Regions from separate parts of the Arachis hypogaea genome. Here region 2 is linked to region 1. The links are chromatin contacts, called in public Hi-C maps. All regions are on one chromosome and are shown on one strand. Each heading gives the region's core, a stretch centred on a gene start, on an enhancer-like site or on the middle of the called end of the contact. The rest is flanking DNA. Distances are from core to core; before and after follow the strand shown. Region 1 holds the start of LOC112723209 (SEC1 family transport protein SLY1). Region 2 holds the start of LOC112723221 (pathogenesis-related protein 2-like).

Region 1 (4,356 bases), core at 1,152-3,651:
CTCAAGTTGGCTCGCTGCACTTACCGTATTAAGGCTTGAATTTGACATTAGGCTGTGTTTATTTTCAGAGACAAGATAGAACATGACACTGAGACAGAGACAATAGGACGGAGACACTAAAAATTATTGTTTGTGTATTGTGTTTGGATACGATGTACAAGACACTAATGTAATGTCCAGTATTATGTTTGGATACACTAGGACAAGACTAAAATATTATATGAAATGACTAAAATAACCATATGATTTCAAATTTTCTACATCAAGTACAAACTAATTTAATAGAGAATGAGAGTACGTAGGAGTACAAACGAAACTTGAAAAATATTTGAAAATAAAAAAATATATAATAGTATTTATATTAAAATAAAAATTACAAATATATTTATTTTATTTTTAAATTTATTATTAATATGTAGGAATACATATGGTTAAAATTAATAAAAAATAGATTTGAGTTTGATTAATAAAAAAATTTGTTTAGGTTAATAAATTAAATTATTTTAATTAAAAAATCAATTTTAAAAAAGAATCCGTTTTTACATGAAAAAAAATTAGTTTTTGCACATAAAAATTTATTTTTATTTAGAAAACCAATTTTTTTTATCTAAAAACTGATTTTTCTTTAAATTATATAAAATCAATTACAACTTATAAATTATTTTTTAGTATTTTAAAAGATCAATTTTACATTTAATAATATTTATCTTTTAAAAATTTCAAGACTAATTATAGGAAAAACAAAAAGGGATAATAGTGGAATAATAAAAAATATCTATGAACAAAAAGGAAAACAAAATTTATAAAAAAGTCCGTGTCCACTCTTTCAAATTATGTGTCTATCATTGTCCTTAGTAAAAGAGTGGACACAAAAATATAAAAAATTATCTCGAAGACAATGTGTTCGGTGTCCATGTTTCTGCTTCCAAACACATTTTAAATATGTACTGTCCATGTCTTTGTGTCCTATCTCCGAAAACAAACGCTACCTAGTGGTCGGAATTCAGGCTCCAGCTGTGCCAAAAGCTTATTAGTAGAATGAAACAAAAATATGCCAAAAGGTTTCATGACCATCTGCTCCCAATCTCCATTGGTGAATGAAAGTTCACTCTTGATTATGATGCCTCTATTGTCATCAGGACTTAACTTAGACTCACCAAGTTAGAAGTTTAATAGACCTAAACCATAAAAGTAAAAGCAAGCCAATAAGTCAAAATGAGAGAATCCTGAACTAAGCTTAATGCTCATGCATTTAGTTATTTTTCCTAGTTCTCTGAATAGTAAGAAGCATTTGGGACAAAATGGTAGATTGATATATTAAATGGTAAGAGGGGACATATTTCAAGAGTAGTGGACTTTCAAATTTCCATGGCAAGGCTCTAAGGAGTTGACCAAAATAGTTTTGCTGTCATATATTTTTGTTCCGATTTAACTATTGAAACAAGGCAGGTAGATAACCATAAAAATTTATAATTTATTCTAGCACAAAAGAAAAAAAATTATAAACTAAAGAGAGGAATGAAGAAGCTTATCTCGTTAATTTTTCAGCAAAACAATGAACCAAAAGACCTCCACATGATGGACTTTGGCTTCCTCAGTGGAGTCAAATTAAAACATCGATTGAAGTATTGATTTAAGTTAACATCATGTTAGTTAGCAACTACCTCCAGTTTTCGCTAAAATAATTATATATTTTAGTATGATGCTATATTGGAAGGACTATAATTTTGTTCATTAAGAAGTTTGAGCAAAATCACAATAAAGTAATTAACGTCTTCTACAAACAATAGAATCATAAAGAAAAAAACAACAAAATTGCAATCCATGAAGCCCCTTTAATATCCAAATAATCAGAAATTGAATGCAAGTACTATGTAAATTCTTATTTTAAACATTCTTCCAGTAATATAGCATGAAATTTTTAGAATTAAATCTTTGCACATACACAAAAAATTGTTATCGTACAATCTGCAATTGTGATTTTGTTGAATTTGCTTTTCATATTATAGTCATTACAGTCTTGAGTGTAGTTCTACTTAGATCTGACAAGTGATTTCTCAAAAATTGGCATTGTAAAAATTCTTACGAAATTCGAGGAGAAGCTCAGAACCACCAGCGGGGCGTCAATGACCATAGTAACACATGGTTATCCCCATCCGTGTCTTCTTGTCACCTAAACCATGTAATCTTGCTCTTTTCCTTCACCATTGTCCTCGACAACATCGATGTCATGGCCTTCTTGGCGCTAACCTTGGTAACGCCAGCATTCGGGATGATGTCGCTGACATTCGTCTAAGGAAGCATTTCTCAGATGAGCACATAGAGATAGAGTAGGGTTTCATTTTAGTCTGTCTTACCTAGATTAGCACACAAGAGGGTTTCGTTTTATTCTAAAGAAAAGGAGTGGTCTTTTTAGAATTTTGAAACATATCATATTTTTTTATTTAATTTTTAAAAATTTTAAATTAATATCATATCAACCGTTGAATTTTTTTAACATAATCCAATGATCTTAATTACACGGTGCATCAGATCAGATGTGCCCAAAATACCTAGGCTGATTTTAGACTGACCCCCATTTATTTAACATCTTTTCTCTTCGTTTCTTTGTTTTTTTCCAGAGAGTTCTCTTTCATTTGACGAGAGAATCACTCTGCTGCACTCCACTAACACACCAACCAAAATGCAAAGTGGGAAACACTCCCCCTTCCACCAACAATGCATTTACCTAGCTTCGCCCCTGGATCTACGACTAACGACTTTGTGCCAGTGCAGGGTTTGAAAACTGGATCCCAAACCAAAACCCTACGTCTAATTCGATTTTATCCATCTTCACTATTCTGCATTGCAACCATCCAATTTCAGATCCATAGAGCACAACCGACCAGCCAACCATGTCTCTCAATCTCCGCCAGAAGCAAACCGGTAATAATTTCAAATGAATGATTGCTCCATTTTCAATTCAATGCATTGTGTTTGATTGTTGGTTCATTGAATCGGCTTCAGAATGCATCGCGAGGATGCTGAACCTGAACCAGCCAATAAACGCGTCATCGACGACGGCGAACGAGGAGGTTTACAAGATCCTGATCTACGACAGGTTCTGCCAGAACATCCTCTCTCCATTGATCCACGTCAAGGACCTCCGCAAGCACGGCGTCACCCTCTACTTCCTCATCGACAAAGACCGCAACCCCGTCCACGACGTCCCCGCCGTCTATTTCGTCCAACCAACTCCAAACAACATCAACCGCATCCTCTCCGACGCATCCCGCTCCCTCTACCACTCCTTCCACCTCAATTTCTCAACCTCCATCCCCCGCCCCCTCCTTGAAAACCTCGCATCCGGCACCCTTGCCTCCGACTCCATCCAGCGGATCTCCAAGGTCCACGATCAGTACTTGGAATTCATCACTCTTGAGGACAATTTGTTTTCCTTGGCGGATAAGTCTTGTTTTGTTCAGCTTAATGATCCTTCTGCTGGGGACAGGGAGATTGAGGGGATTGTGGAGAAGGTTGTTAATGGGCTTTTCTGTGTTCTCGCCACTTTGGCTGTTGTGCCAATTATTAGGTGCCCTAGGGGTGGACCAGCTGAGATGGTTGCATCTGCATTGGATCAGAGGCTAAGGGATCATTTGTTGTCCAAGAACAATTTGTTTAGTGAGGCTGGGAATTTTGTTAACTCGTTTCAGAGGCCAGTGTTGTGTATCTTTGATAGGAACTTTGAGTTGGCGGTGGCGATTCAGCATGATTTTAGGTACCGGCCACTGGTTCATGATGTGCTTGGGTTGAGGTTGAATAGATTGAATGTCCAGGGGGAGAAGGGTGGGATGAGGTCTTATGAGTTGGATAGTTCTGACCCCTTTTGGGCTGCAAATGGGTCACTGGAGTTTCCAGCTGTTGCGGAGGAGATTGAGACTCAGCTGAATAAGTATAAGAAGGACGTGGATGAGGTGAACAAGAGGACTGGTGGGACACATGGTGCCGAGTTCGATGGGACAGACTTGATTGGTAACACAAAGCATTTGATGAACGCAGTGAACTCGCTGCCTGAGCTGACAGAGAGGAAGCAGGTTATTGATAAGCATACCAACATTGCCACCACATTGTTGAGTGAGATTAAACAGAGAGCGCTCAATAATTATGTGAAGACAGAGAATGCAATGATGAGAGGGACCCTTGAATGGAAAGACCTTCTTGGCGTGCTTAAGGGACCGGGCACCCAGATGGATAAGCTTCGTTTTGCCATCCTGTATCTTATTTCCTCTGAAACCATTAATCAATCAGAAGTGGACACTGTGGAGGCAGCACTACGAGAGTCAGAGGTTGATACTGCTGCTTTTCAGTATGTGAAAA
Region 2 (4,208 bases), core at 1,075-3,574, 160 kb before region 1:
GAAAATTTAGGTGAAGTCGATTTTACGTAAAGTTGATATCTGAGAGTTGTTAGATAATTTGATTAATTTGACTAAATTTTCATCTAACAACTCTTAGAGTCTCATGTATCAATTTCACGTAAAGTCGACTTCACCTGAGTTTTTACCAAAAAGTTAACGTCTACTAGCATTTGCCTTTTTTTAATTCAACATTGATGGACCACTTTAATGTGATATGTCAATTTAACAGAAAAAAAAAAAACACAGAAAACCAATCACATCATCATCGTTATTATTACTAGTGTCGCCTGTGGGAAGATTTAATACATATGTAATACTAATCTGGGTTTACAGTTTATATTCTAACTCGTCCTTCTATCTGCATTCATCCTCCACCATTATTGGCTATGACAATGATAAAATGAGGTAGGGATGTGTATGGTTTGGTCCGGTCTAAAAATTTGGTTCGGTTCCAAATCTTTTAGAAGTTAATTTGGTGTGATTTTAACAGGTTTAGGGTCGGATAAATGGTCTCAAAAATAGACCCGATCATTATTTCGGGTTGGGTTCATGCTATAGTTTGGGTCATCCGAGTCTGATCCGGTGGTCCGGTCATCCTACACAATTAATATTGTGTTATTAATAATGGATAATGACTATTCTTATGTAGAATTTAAGCATTGTAAATCTTAATATTTTGTGTTATTAGTCATTATAAGACTATAAGTTAATGTTTTATGTTTAAAATGTATAATACTTTAGACTAATGCATAATATTGTGTTATTTGTATTGATTTAAATATTTGGTGTTGTTAGACAATATTAGTATTGATTGTGGTTATGCTTTAATTTTAGAGAAGGGTTGGTTCATGTTATATTTTTCTAAGTGAATTTTACCATGTCAAATAATGGTTCTTGAAAATTTAGATATTTTCACATGCTAGCTTATGTAATGTTAACGGTCCGGTTTTTCCTTAGTTTTTATCCGGTATAATCGTGGCCCGAAAATGTTTAGATTTCATCGAGTTTATAGTCGGATTTGAACCTAACAAATAGGCCCGATATATTTCGGGTCGAGTCTGAGCCATATCAAACTCGATTTTCACCCGACCAATAAAGACTCCTAAAATGAGGGATGTGACAGTAGAGTTGGCAATGATATATACAGTAGAAGAGATAAAATAAAGGGTTGAAGAAATATGGAATTAGGGATTTAAGGTTAAGGTTGGATTAGAAATTCTTTAAGATTAGAGTTAACATTAGGATTAGTTTGGATAAGGTTAAAATTAAAAACAAAAAAATAAAGAGTGGGACATAAGTGAAAGTTTTTTCAAATGTTAGAAATAAAACTGAAGCAAATTAAATTTTAGAGAGAATTTTTTTAAAATTTTAAAAATATTAAAAAAAATATATTTTCCTATCAAAATTAAAGCAAACAAACTACGAATTAAAATACTAAAATGATATTTGGATAGTATAATAATCATTCAAATTATCAAATTTCTTTGATACTAAATTTTATTGATATGAAGCTCAGACAAAGCTGCAGCTAAAGATAAAAAAAGGCAACACTTTTTTATTGCATAGAACAAAAAACAATTACTTGAAGCATGGGCACACACAAACATGCTCAAAAGAACACAACTGCGTATCAAGATGGAGCTAATAAAGTGTTCTAATATTGAGTAGGGTTGGCCAAGACGTAACCCTCAATAGCCTTGAAGAGAGCTTCACCCTTGGCCTTACCCTTCTTCATGTCTTCCTCCTCTGGCTTTGCATCTCCTTTGGAGTGGAACTTCACACTCAGCTTCCCGATGGATCCTCCGTTGGGTCCTTCTACCAGCTTTGTCTCAAATGTTATCTTCTCCGCCGTTGGAGGCAGAGCCACTCCTCCAACCACGCTGTAGTTGTATGCATAGTTAGCCTCATCTATTGCCTCCACTTTGTGCAAGATAAACTTGGTTTCTCCATCTGCATATATATCATTATTATTATTACAATTCACAACACATAATTATTATCACACATATAGTATGTATGTTTACTGAAATGAATAGTTACTGACCCTCGACAATGGTGAGTTTCTTGATGGTTCCAGGACCACCGTTTCCCTCAACGATTTCAACACTCTTGACGTCATCAATAATCTTAGGGGTGAGGGAGTCGGCATCCTTCATAGCATTGTAAAGCTTGGCCGGGGGAAGGGTGGAGGTGATTTCATCCTCGAATGTGAAGACGGCCATGATTATGAATTAAGAAGCTAAGGGAAGGAATCAAAAGAATTAGAAGTAGATGGTAAGAAGTGAGGTTAGTTTTGTAGTGTGTGGTTGATGAAGAGAGGAATGGCTTCTATTTATAGGCATATAATGGGGTCACGAGGAATGAGGATGAGATGGTGTATATGTGAACTTATGAACGTGCTGACTCATTGATACGCCGGCCATGTTATTCGTTGATTTTTCATTTTTTTTTTTCCATTGCTGCTTGGCTGAAGAATATTAATTATTGTTGGAGACTGGTTTAATTTAAGCTTTATATTGTCAAACATTGCTATCTCGGAAGCATTCATTTTCAAAGAAGGCGTTCTGTTCCATTAATATTGAATGTTCACGCATACTTGATGAAATAAATTATAGTGAAGTATTGAACACAAAACCAGAAGCAGAGCAGAATGCAATTGCATTTCAAGTTGATCAAAATTTATAGACACCACGCCCTTCTAGAATTTCCATTATTTAGTAATGATAGTGAGATAATAAAAAATCAGTTCAAAGAGGCTAAATTTTTAAATAAAAAATTAGTCTAAACAATTGAAATTTTTAAATAAAGCAAGTTTAAATAATTAATTTTTTGTTATCTTCTAAACATTATTGCTTTCATATTATGCGTATCATTTTCATTCTACACATCATATACTTTTGTTTGCTAAGTATAAAGCGTGCCTATGACTAGGAATAATAATAATAATAATAATAATAATAATAATAATAATAATAATAAATGTCTTCAATGTTAGGAAGAAAAAATATTAATACTTGGAATAAATTTAATATTTGTTCTGTTCTTGTATTCATCGTGTGATCGATGTATATCTTGATTCTTGACTATAAGAAAATTTAACTTATTCTTTTTCTTTTCTTTTGGAAATGAGTTATATTTTGTTTTTATCAAGTACAGAGAGCTGAGATAGGTACTTACAAAACTATTGTAACACTTAAGTCAATAAATTGTGTTGAGTTAAAAAATTAACTAAATTAATTAATGATGATAAATATTATTTTTGGGCATTTATCTAACTAATGTTAATTATTTGTAATTAAGCATTGCAGGCCACAAATCAATACAACAGTCTAATTGGATGAAATTAGAACAAGGCTGGTGGGCTAATAATACAAACAAAGCCCAAAAAGGAAACAAAGCTGAGAAATCAAGACGGGCCAAATGAAATGATCCGATCCAAGTCCGATAGCAAATAATTTCCTCTCACTTGTTTTCACCAAATCAACGTTCACTTTTTCCCTCTTGGTCAGAAATCACAGAAGAAAGCGAGAGAGCTTCTTTCCTAAGCTAATCACCAAAGAAGCAAGAAAAAGAAAGATTAAGCTTGAAAGACAGATGTCTAATTAACCATTTCAAACCACATCAAGCTAAGACAGAGCTAAAAGGTAACCCATTTTCTTATGCATGCATCATATTTTCTTCTCCTCTTCCCAACTCTCTGCTCAGTCCGAAATGGGATACATGGAAAAGATGCTGTTTGTTCTTCATTGCTGTGTATCTACGGTCACAAGTGAGTCTTGGGGATCAAGTATCTTCTCAATAGCCAAGATCTGAGTTTACCATTGAGGATATCTGTTTTATGCTTTTCTATGATTTTCGGTCAACAAAAGAAGGTCAGAACCAAAGTTTCTATTCTGAGAATTAATGGGAAAAAGCGAGATGGTGGGTTGGTGAAGCATAAGGCTCAAGAAGTTGACTTAGGGAGAGCAACCCAACAATATGCAAGGAGATAAAAGAAGATTTTTTTCATTCATAAAACAAGGAGAGATAACCCAGAGTATTGAGGTTTTGTTCTGCAAAGAAGCTCTCTGAAGAAGTTCATCTACTTGGACAATACTTTCTTTCAAAGAAGCATTCCGCCAAAAATAAAGAACTGAATCAGAAACATGCAAATCTGGTTTATCACATAACAAAGAGGCTGTTGAAGAGTCAATCTCCTTCATGTTTTA

What was found. A called contact is a pair of places that touch in the nucleus more often than the background predicts.
Region 2: a Hi-C map of leaf shows a contact between it and region 1, with 5 times the contacts expected there. The contact joins the promoter of LOC112723221 here to the promoter of LOC112723209 in region 1. A contact is called at or near these places in 2 of 8 Hi-C or Micro-C datasets (both in leaf).

What each region holds. Positions count from the first base shown.
Region 1 is chr11:143,768,623-143,772,978 of arahy.Tifrunner.gnm2.J5K5, reverse strand. It overlaps LOC112723209 (SEC1 family transport protein SLY1), which reads left to right and starts at 2,401. Exons shown (of 2, transcript XM_025774473.2): 1 at 2,401-2,925; 2 at 3,007-4,356. The coding sequence starts at 2,895.
Region 2 is chr11:143,932,169-143,936,376 of arahy.Tifrunner.gnm2.J5K5, reverse strand. LOC112723221 (pathogenesis-related protein 2-like) reads right to left here and starts at 2,324. Exons shown (of 2, transcript XM_025774485.2): 1 at 2,045-2,324; 2 at 1,460-1,950. The coding sequence starts at 2,222. The coding sequence ends at 1,655.